Linked DNA regions of Oryctolagus cuniculus: region 1 is linked to region 2. Evidence: chromatin contacts called from public Hi-C data. All regions are on one chromosome and are shown on one strand. The core of a region is the stretch at or near the end of the contact, and the rest is flanking DNA. Distances in the headings are between cores, read along the strand shown. Region 1 holds the start of LOC127483174 (polycystin-2-like). Region 2 overlaps LOC103350759 (a long non-coding RNA gene).

Region 1 (4,471 bases), core at 174-2,673, 150 kb after region 2:
TGACACAAGTACATGGACCCCTGCCCCGCATGGGAAACCCAGATGGAACCCCTGGCACAGCTCCAGCTACTGCAGCCATTTGGTGAGTGAATCAGTCTGTGTCTGTCTCTCCTTTTTCTCTGTAAACCACCTTTCAAATAAATAAATAAATCTTCCAAAAAAGTAATAATTTATATAAAAAAAGAGGTTTAACTCCCACCTTTTGGCACTCATACATGTAAGTGAAGAGTTTTCTACTTTGTACTTTCTTTAAAGAAATATTTCACTTATTTGAAAGACAGAGTTAACAGAGAGAGGTTTTTCATCCACTGGTTCATTTCCCCAATGGCGGCAATGTCCAGAGATGATCCAATCCGAAGCCAGGAGCTTCTTCCAGGTCTTCCATGTGGGTGCAGGGGCCCAAGCACTTGGGCCAGCCTCTACTGCTTTCCCAGGCCGTAGCAGAGAGTTGGATCAGAAGTGAAGCAGGCAAGATTCAAATCCGTGCCCATATGGGATGCCAGAGCTGCCGTAGGTATATAGGTGAACATGAATGTATGTTATTGTTCTTGCCAGGTAAATGCAAGCTGTTTTAGTTTTCCTAATCGATAAGAAAGGAAACACTTATTTGATAGGTAAATATCTGCTTTTTAAATTTTATTTAATGAACATAAATTTCCAAAGTACAGCTTATGGATTACAATAGCTTCCCCCCCGCATAACTTCCCTCCCACCCACAACACTCCCCTCCCCCTCTCCCTCTCCCCTTCCATTCACATCAAGATTAATTTTCAATTATCTTCATATACAGAAGATCAATTTAGCATATATTAAGTAACTATTTCAACAGTTTGCACCCACACAGAAACACAAAGTGTAAAATACTATTTGAGTACTAGTTTTATAGCATTAATTAAACACCTAAGAGTAATTGTGTATTAATTACAGAGTTCAACCAATAGTTTTAAGTAGAACATAAAAAATACTAAAAGGGTAAAGTATTAAGTTTTTTTTTTCTTTTTCTTTTTTTTGTTTGTTATATAGTTTTTTTTATTTAATAAATGTGAATTTACAAAGTGTAACTTTTGTATTGTTGTGCCCCCCCACCTCCCTCCCTCCCGTGGCCCTCCCCTTTCCCACTCCCTCTCCCATCCTGCCCTTCATCGAGTTTCATTTTCAATTACCTTCATATACTGAAGATCAACTTAGTATATACTAAGTAAGGATTTCAACAGGCTGTACTCACACAACCACACAAGGTATAGGGTATTGTTCAACTAGTAGTGTTGTTTTTAAGTTTCATAGTAAAACACATTAAGGACAGAGATCCTACGTGGGGAGCATGTACCCAGTGACTCCCATTGTTGATTTAACAATTGGCACTCTTATTTATGACATCAGCAATCACCGAAGACTCTTGCTATGAGCTGTCTAGGCTATGGAAGCCCCTTGAGTTCACCGACTCTGAACTTGTTTAGTCAAGGCCATATCACAGTGGAGGTTCCTTCCTCCCTTCAGAGAAAGGCGCCTCTCTCCTTGAATATCTGCTTATAAGGTACCAGGTGCTATATCAATTTTCTCTTGTAAGATACTGAGATACTAAGATCCTTTAAACAGATTATTTATTTATTTAAATGCAGAGTAACAGAGAAGGGGAAGAGACACAGAGATTTTTCCATCTGCTGATTCACTCCCCAAATGGTTGCAACAGAGAGAGCTGGGCCAGGCCAAAGCCAGGAGCCAGGAACTTCATCCAGGTCTCTCACATGGGGAGCACTTGGGTCATCTTCCACTGCTTTCCCAGGTGCATTATCAGGGAGCTGGATCAGAAGCAATGCAGCCAGGACATAAACTAACCCTCCAGTATGAGATACCAGCATCACAAGCATTGACTTAACCCACTGCACCACAACACCAGTCCCCAAGATACCTCATCTTGAACCACCACTGAGATTGGCATCACCAATTGGTTAGGATTAGAGTAATGTAATGCCCTTCTGTGTGACCCATCTGACTGTCATACCAGCCAACTAGATGAATTAAATTGGAATATCAGTTGAATTACTGCCCCTGTATCCCAGAAGTCCCTGTGGTGGTATTAAATCTACAATTCTCCTGGGAAAGTGGTGCAGATCGAGTAACACTCATCTGAAATGTTTGGTACTGGAAGTGTTTTAGGTTTTGAATTTTTGATCACATTTTGAAATATTTGTTTATACACAATGAAATATCTTAGGGTATACCTTGGTACCCACCTCTAAACATGAAATTAAATTACATTTCAATATACACCTTATACACATAGCCGGATGGCAATTTTATACAATATTTTTAGAGCATCTGTGTTTTAACTGCAACTCAGCCCATATGGTCAGGTATGGAATTTTCCACTTGTGACATCAAATCAATGCTCAAAAAGTTTTGGGTTTTGGAGTATTTTGGATTTCAAATTTTTGTATTAGGAATGCTCAGCCTGTATTATCTCTGGGTTCTTATCTTGGTAGCAAAAAGGCAGGAGTGAGAGGGTAGGTTGGGAGATTGCATTTGATGCTTCCTACCATAACAGCTGGTGCTCCCTGTGGGGGGCAACTGTCAGCCTAAGTCAGACCAAGACTCCATCTGTCTGCTCATTTCCATAACTTGCCACTCTGAATACATCATACAAGTGCCCAGTTAATTTTAAGACCAAAAACCCAATATTTTAAATGAAATAAAAATATGTAAATATATTAAAATTGTACATATTTATAGGATATTATGTGATGCTTTGATACATGTATAGAATAATAATCTTGGATATAAGTATGGCCCATCCAATAGTTTGAAACCAAAATTCCAATTTAGTCAGTATTTTTAGTTGCTAAATCTGGTAATCCTACTACCTGGGAATATTTGGAAAATATTTGTCACAATTAGCGAGTGGAAATGCTTCTGGCATCCAGGATATAGAGACCAGAGATGCTGCTAAACCTCCCATCATACCCAGGATGGCCCCCACAACAAGGAAATGCCCAGCCCAGAATGTCCGTAGTGCACTGGCTTAGTGGAAGATCCCTGGAATACACCTACTGCTATATTGCAAGAACTTTTGTCAGGGGCACCAGGGACTCTCAGACTCTGAACTGACTCAGTTGTGGGTTATTAGGTGGAAGGCACACTGGTAGTTTGGATTGGGTTTCTGCCCTAGCAGACCTAGATTTTATTTCCTGCCTCCCTATGTCAAGCAGCATCATAGGAAGCAGTCAGTTTCTGATTTCTGATTTCTGATTTCTTGGAAGCTCCTTGCCACAGGGCACAGCAGGTTGAGCAGTCTGATTACTGCTCCATCTCTGTGACTTGGGAAAGTGGACCACATTGTCCCTGACACTGACACACTCCCACTTGGCCTTGAACATGCTTGAATTCCCTTATTCCCACTGGGCTAAGTGCATGCATTTCTGCTGTTGTCTTGTCCTCCACTGTTTCTGACCTCAGGGCTCCTCAGGAAGAGCCTGCCTCCCTGATGCATTTTCTATTCTCTCTTAATAGCTCTTCCCACAAGCGTCAAGTTAGTGAGTGGCTGAGGAGGTAGAACATAGTGGACCAGTTCTATTTCCCTGAAGAGTATATTAGGGAATTCCTGGCATTTCAGCCCCATTAACTCTAGACTATTAATGAATCCCAGCTTTCATTAGCCAACCTTGCATATCATTAGCACCACCCCCAGGACTCCCACCAACATGCTAAATTTCAAATTCTGGGAGTGTACCCCAATCATTATCAGTGACTTTGGCTCAGTTAAAACATCTGATTTCCATTGGTCTAACATGCTTGCAATCTGTACCCTTAACTCCTCTTTTGCTGAAACAAGGAGGCAAAAGTGCACAACTCTTTGAGGATAGGGGCTCTCTTCTTCCTAGAGAAGGCCTGCACTGCACTCTCTGAGGTGCTCTGCCACTTATTTGTACTGTAGCAAACCACTCTAAAACCCAGGGGGCCTAATGCCATCATGTATCACTCTGGCTCCTCATTCTGATTGGACTGAGTTTGAAAGAGAATTGGGGAGGGGCTGGAGGAGTGAGTACAGAGGAATTCTTTTGAAGAGGTTTGTTGTAAAAGAGGACACAGCAGTAATTGGCAGGAGACACGGGAGCAGGAGAAATGTTCTTAGAGATGGAATAAACAAATAACAGCATGGGAATGGCCTGGTACAGAGGATATAGAAGAGAAAGGGGAAAATGGCTGTCAATGAGTTGGGAAAGTGAGGATGGAATTTAATGCAAAGCAGAGACAATGTCTTAGGCCTTAGACAGGAACACAGAGTTCCTACAGGTTAGAGACATGGAAGGGGAGCCAGAGAGGTCTGGTATTTGGAGAGACATGGTGACGGGGATCTAGAACTTTCCTTTGCTTGCTCTAGTTCAGTAAAATAGGGCATATGGTTATTAGGGCATTTGGTTATCAGCTGAAAATGACTACAGGAGAGAAAGGAGAAAAGGTGGTGAAATTGTAA
Region 2 (4,772 bases), core at 1,577-4,076:
AATAACTACCTTTGACCATATTAATTTCAATTTGTTTTGTGACTTATTTTGTTGTTTGAGCACTTGGGAATATTTAGTTTTTAAATTACAAAATGTGACTGTTGGGGTTGGCACTGTGGTATAGCAGGTAAAGCCACTGCCTGCAGTGCCATCATTCCATATGGGCACTGGTTTGAATCCCAGCTGCTCCATTTCTGATCCAGCTCCCTGCTAATGCACCTGGGGAAGCAGCAGAAGATGGCCCAAGTGCTTGGGCCCCTGTACCCATGTAGGAGACCAAGATGAAGCTTCTGGCTCCTGGCTTTGGCCTGGCACAGGCCATTTGTGGAATGAACAAGCAGACTTCCCTCTGCCTCTGCCTATCCCTTCCTGTGACTCTGCCTCTGCCTATCCCTTCCCTCTGCACCCCAAATAAAAAATACCTTTAAAAAAAAAAAAAAAACAGAGAGACGGAATTGAGAGATTCAGCGGCATGATTACGAGATACAGATTGACCATTTGTGTTGCATCCTAGCTGTCTTACAAAAGAAGAGTAGGAAACAGCTTCTAAGTCTCAGGATATGGTGGCCTTGCTTTCCGGGCTCAGATGTTTAGACTTTTTAGTAATGAGAAGAATGAATGGTTTTTCAATAGGTGATGATAGGAAGAAAGAGTTTGGTAGTTCTAGAAATAAGATTATGCTGGCAAGGGCCAATGTTGTGGCCCTTGTAGGTGGGTAAAGCCGCTACCTGCGACACCAGCATCCCATTTGGGCTCCTGTTCATGTCCCAGCTGTCCACTTCCAATCCAGCTCCCTGCTAATGAATGGCCTGGGAAAAGCAGTGGAAGATGGCCCAAGTCCTTGGGCCCCTGCCACCCATGTCAGAGACTTGGATAAAGGCCCTGGCTCCTGGCTTTGGCCTGGACCAGCCCGGGACTTTGCAGTCATCTTGGGAGTGAACCAGTGGATGGAAGTTCTCCCTCTCCCTCTCTGTAACTCTTTCAAATAAAATAAATCTTTCTTAAATTTATTTATTTGAAAGAGTTACACACAGAGAGAGAGAGAGAAAGAGTGAGAGAGAGAGAGGTCTTTCATCTGCTGTTTCACTCCCAATTGGCCGCAAGGGCTGGAGCTGCGCCAATTCGAAGCCAGGAGCCAAAAGCTTCTGCCAGGTCTCCCATACAGGTGCAGGGTCCCAAGGACTTGGGCCATCTTCTACTGCTTTCTCAGGCCATAGCAGAGAGCTGGATCAGAAGTGGAGCAGCTGGGACTTGAACCAGTGCCCATATGAGATGCCGTCACTGCAGGCAGTGGCTTTACCCTCTATACCATAATGCTGGCCCCAAAATAAATAAATCTTAAAAAAAAAAAAAAAAAAAAAAAACTATCCTGGGACAAGGTGTAAGACAGTTCAAGTTGGAGGAGAGAGGGAATGCCATTGGCAGAAAATATAGAAAATGGTCAGATATGTAATGATAAAGGACTAAGAAATGTATGATCAGAGGTTACGAAGAAACAGAATCCCTACACATTACAAAGGAAGAATTGATGGAATTGATAGACTGATAAGAGTATTTTTATGAAAGTGCAAGAGGGCAAGTTTTTAGAATGAAGTATGCCTCCATGAGTCATTCATATTTTTAGTTTTTCTTTTCAACACCAAGTAGGTTGAAATAATTCTATCTGTAGAAAAGTAGTGCAGGGGCTGGTGCCGTGGTGCACTAGGTTAATCCTCCGCCTGCGGCACCGGCATCCCATGTGGGCGCCGGTTTTAGTCCCAGTTGCTTCTCTTCCAGTCTAGCTCTCTGCTGTGGCCTGGCATAGCAGTGGAGGATGGCCCAAGTACTTGGGCCCCTGCACCCGCATGGGAAACCAGGAGGAAGCTCCTGGCTCATGGCTTTGGATTGGCGTAGCTCGGGCCGTTGTGGCCATTTGGAGAGTGAACCAATGGAAGGAATATCTTTCTCTCTGTCTCTCTCTCTCTAACTCTACCTGTCAAATAAATTAAAAATAAATAAATAAATAAATAAAAGTAGTGCAAAAGTTCAGATTCCTTGGGGTCAGCACTGTGCCATTGAGGTTAAAGCCACCACCAATTCACGTCCCGGCTGCTCCACTTCCAGTCTAGCTCTCTGCTATGGCCTGGGAAAGCAGTGGAAGATGGCTCAAGTCCTTGGACCCCTGCATCCCTGTGGGAGACCCGAAGAAGCTCCTGGCTTTAGATCAGTCCAGCTCCAGTTGTTGTGACCATTTGGGAAGTGAACCAGCAGATGGGTGACCTCTCTCTCTCTGCCACTCTGTAACTCTGCCTTTCAAATAAATAAATAAATCTTTTTAAAACAAAAAAAGGAAAGGAAAGAAAAATAAAGTTCGGATCCCTACTTTTTTTGGGAGAGAAAAGATCTTTTGCAAGTCAAAACATAACAGGAATGCATACCCTCCAGGTTTCGTGCTTATGTGCTTTTATGATTAGAATCTTGCTTTTACCAAATGAACCTGTAGAAAGAGTCAAGAGGGGTGATGTGCTGCTGCCGAAGCGATGTGTTGCAACCTGCTAGAGTCTCTGGAAGACCTTCCAGTTGTTACCTAAAGAGAAGGCCCAGGACAAACATGTTTGCCCATTGTACTTCAGAGAAGAGGCTGTCAAGGTCTCTGCCAGGGGACACTGAAGGAAACAGAACTGTAGGAATTCTTTGGACATTTCCTAATGCGTCCCTGTGGGTCGATGTGCTTCAGGAAAAGACCGACAACTCCTGGCCAAGAAGGAAGCAGCTTTAAGGAAGCAATGCCAAGACTACGGACTTGCTATGGTCTTCACTAACTGGGTAACATTGTTCCAGCCAGCCGGATCTTCCTGTTTTAAGGGATATGCAAACATGTTTTGTATTTCACTGGCAGATACTGGAGCAGCTTAGGACCTTGGATTCATGTCTATTTCTATCGAGAACCCACCTACTGCAAATATGAAAGTCAAGTACTACTATTGAAACAAATATTTTTGTTTTTAAATAGCTGTGTATTTATTTTACTTATTTGAAAGGGGAGGGGAGAGAGAAAGATCTCCTGTCTACCAGTTCACCCCTCAAATACTTGCAACAGCCAGAATTGGGCTAGACTGAAGTGAAGATCTAGGAACTAGAACTGAATCCTGGGTCTCTCACCCGGGTGGCAGGGACCCAGGTAGTTGAGACATCATCTGCTACCTCTCAGAGTGCACACTGGCAGGAAGCTAGAATTGGAAGCCGAGCCAGGCCTCAAACCCAGACACTCCAATATGAGATATGGGCATCCTAAGCAGCACGTTAAGCACTATGCCAAACACCTGCCCCTGAAACAATATAAGGGGACTTCAAAAGGGTCATGGAAAATGGAATTAAAAGATTAAAACTTTAGTGGAAAAAAATTTTAAATCCATTCCTGCTCATACTATGGTTGATAAAATCCTTTGGGGGCTGGCGCCATGGCTCACTTGGTTAATCCTCTGCCTGCGGCACCAGCATCCCATATGGGCACCGGGTTGCTCCTCTTCCAGTCCAGCTCACTGCTGTGGCCCGGGAGGGCAGTGGAGGATGGCCTAAGTACTTGGGCCCCTGCACCCACATGGGAGACCAGGAAGAAGCACCTGGCTCCTGGCTTCAGATCGGTGCAGCAGCGCCCATGGTGGCCATTTGGGGGGGGTGAACCAACAGAAGGAAGACCTTTTTCTCTGTCTCTCTCACTGTCTATAACTCTACCTGTCCAAAAAAAAAAAATTCTTTGAACTAGCCAGAATTGTAAATAGCCTGAGGTGGTTTTATTTTTTAAAACTTATTTAAAAGGTAGAATTATAGAGAGGCAGAGTGAGGTCCTCTATCCGCTGGGTCACTCCCCAAATGGCAGCAATGGCCAGAGCTAGGCCGGTCTGAAGTCAGGAGCCTGGAGCTTCTTCCATTCTCCCACGTGGGTATAGGGGCTCAAGCACTTGGGCCATCCTCTGCTGCTTTCTCAGGCACATTAGCAGGGAGCTGGGTCAGAAGAGGAGCTGCTGGAACTTGAACCGGAACCCATATGGGATTGTCAGCACTGCAGGTGGTGGTTTCATCTGCTAAAGACCTCCAAGTATAGGTCATACCCATACCAATTAAATCAGAATCTCTCCCAAGAGACTCTAAATGCTGACAGCTTGAGGACTGGGGCTTCTCAACACTTAACAGTGTATACGAGTCATCTGTGGACCTTGATAAGCATATGCACTGATTCTGAGCATGGGTCTGGAATGGTGCACAAGAGTCTTCATTTATTTTTCTTTTCTTTTCTTTTTTTTTTTTTTTTTTTTGACAGGCAGAGTGGACAGTGAGAGAGAGAGAGAGAGACAGAGAGAAAGGTCTTCCTTTTGCTGTTGGTTCACCCTCCAATGGCCGCCACAGCCGGTGTACTGCTGCCAGCGCATCGCGCTGATCTGAAACCAGGAGCCAGGTGCTTCTCCTGGTCTCCCATGGGGTGCAGGGCCCAAGCACCTGGGCCATCCTCCACTGCACTCCCGGGCCATAGCAGAGAGCTGGTCTGGAAGAGGGGCAACCGGGACAGAATCTGGCACCCTGACCGGGACTAGAACCCAGTGTGCTGGCGCTGCAGGCGGAGGATTAGCCTATTGAGCTGCGGCGCCGGCCAAGAGTCTGCATTTCTATCCAGCTCCCAGGTGAAGCCATGATGGTCTTCCCCAACCCTTTGAGTAGCAAGGGAGGAATTGGATAAGTGGTCTACATCAAACTGTGGTCCCCATCACAATCACCTGGAGAATTTGGGTAAAACA

Evidence for each region. Hi-C and Micro-C count contacts between places; a contact is called where the count stands out from the background.
Region 1: a Hi-C map of liver shows a contact between it and region 2, with 6 times the contacts expected there. The contact joins the promoter of LOC127483174 here to the enhancer-like site in region 2. A contact is called at or near these places in 2 of 6 Hi-C or Micro-C datasets (embryonic fibroblasts and liver).

What each region holds. Positions count from the first base shown.
Region 1 is chr8:77,553,442-77,557,912 of mOryCun1.1, forward strand. It overlaps LOC127483174 (polycystin-2-like), which reads right to left and starts at 1,424. Exons shown (of 7, transcript XM_070047874.1): 1 at 1,164-1,424.
Region 2 is chr8:77,405,880-77,410,651 of mOryCun1.1, forward strand. All of the region lies in intron 2 of LOC103350759 (a long non-coding RNA gene), which reads right to left. It also overlaps a transcript of LOC100008640 not described here. Among named protein-coding and RNA genes, the nearest start is that of PPM1K, 57 kb to the left of the region's middle. Within about 2 kb of position 2,827, at least 3 of the 8 cell types and tissues checked have an H3K27ac peak or open chromatin away from gene starts, as enhancers often do.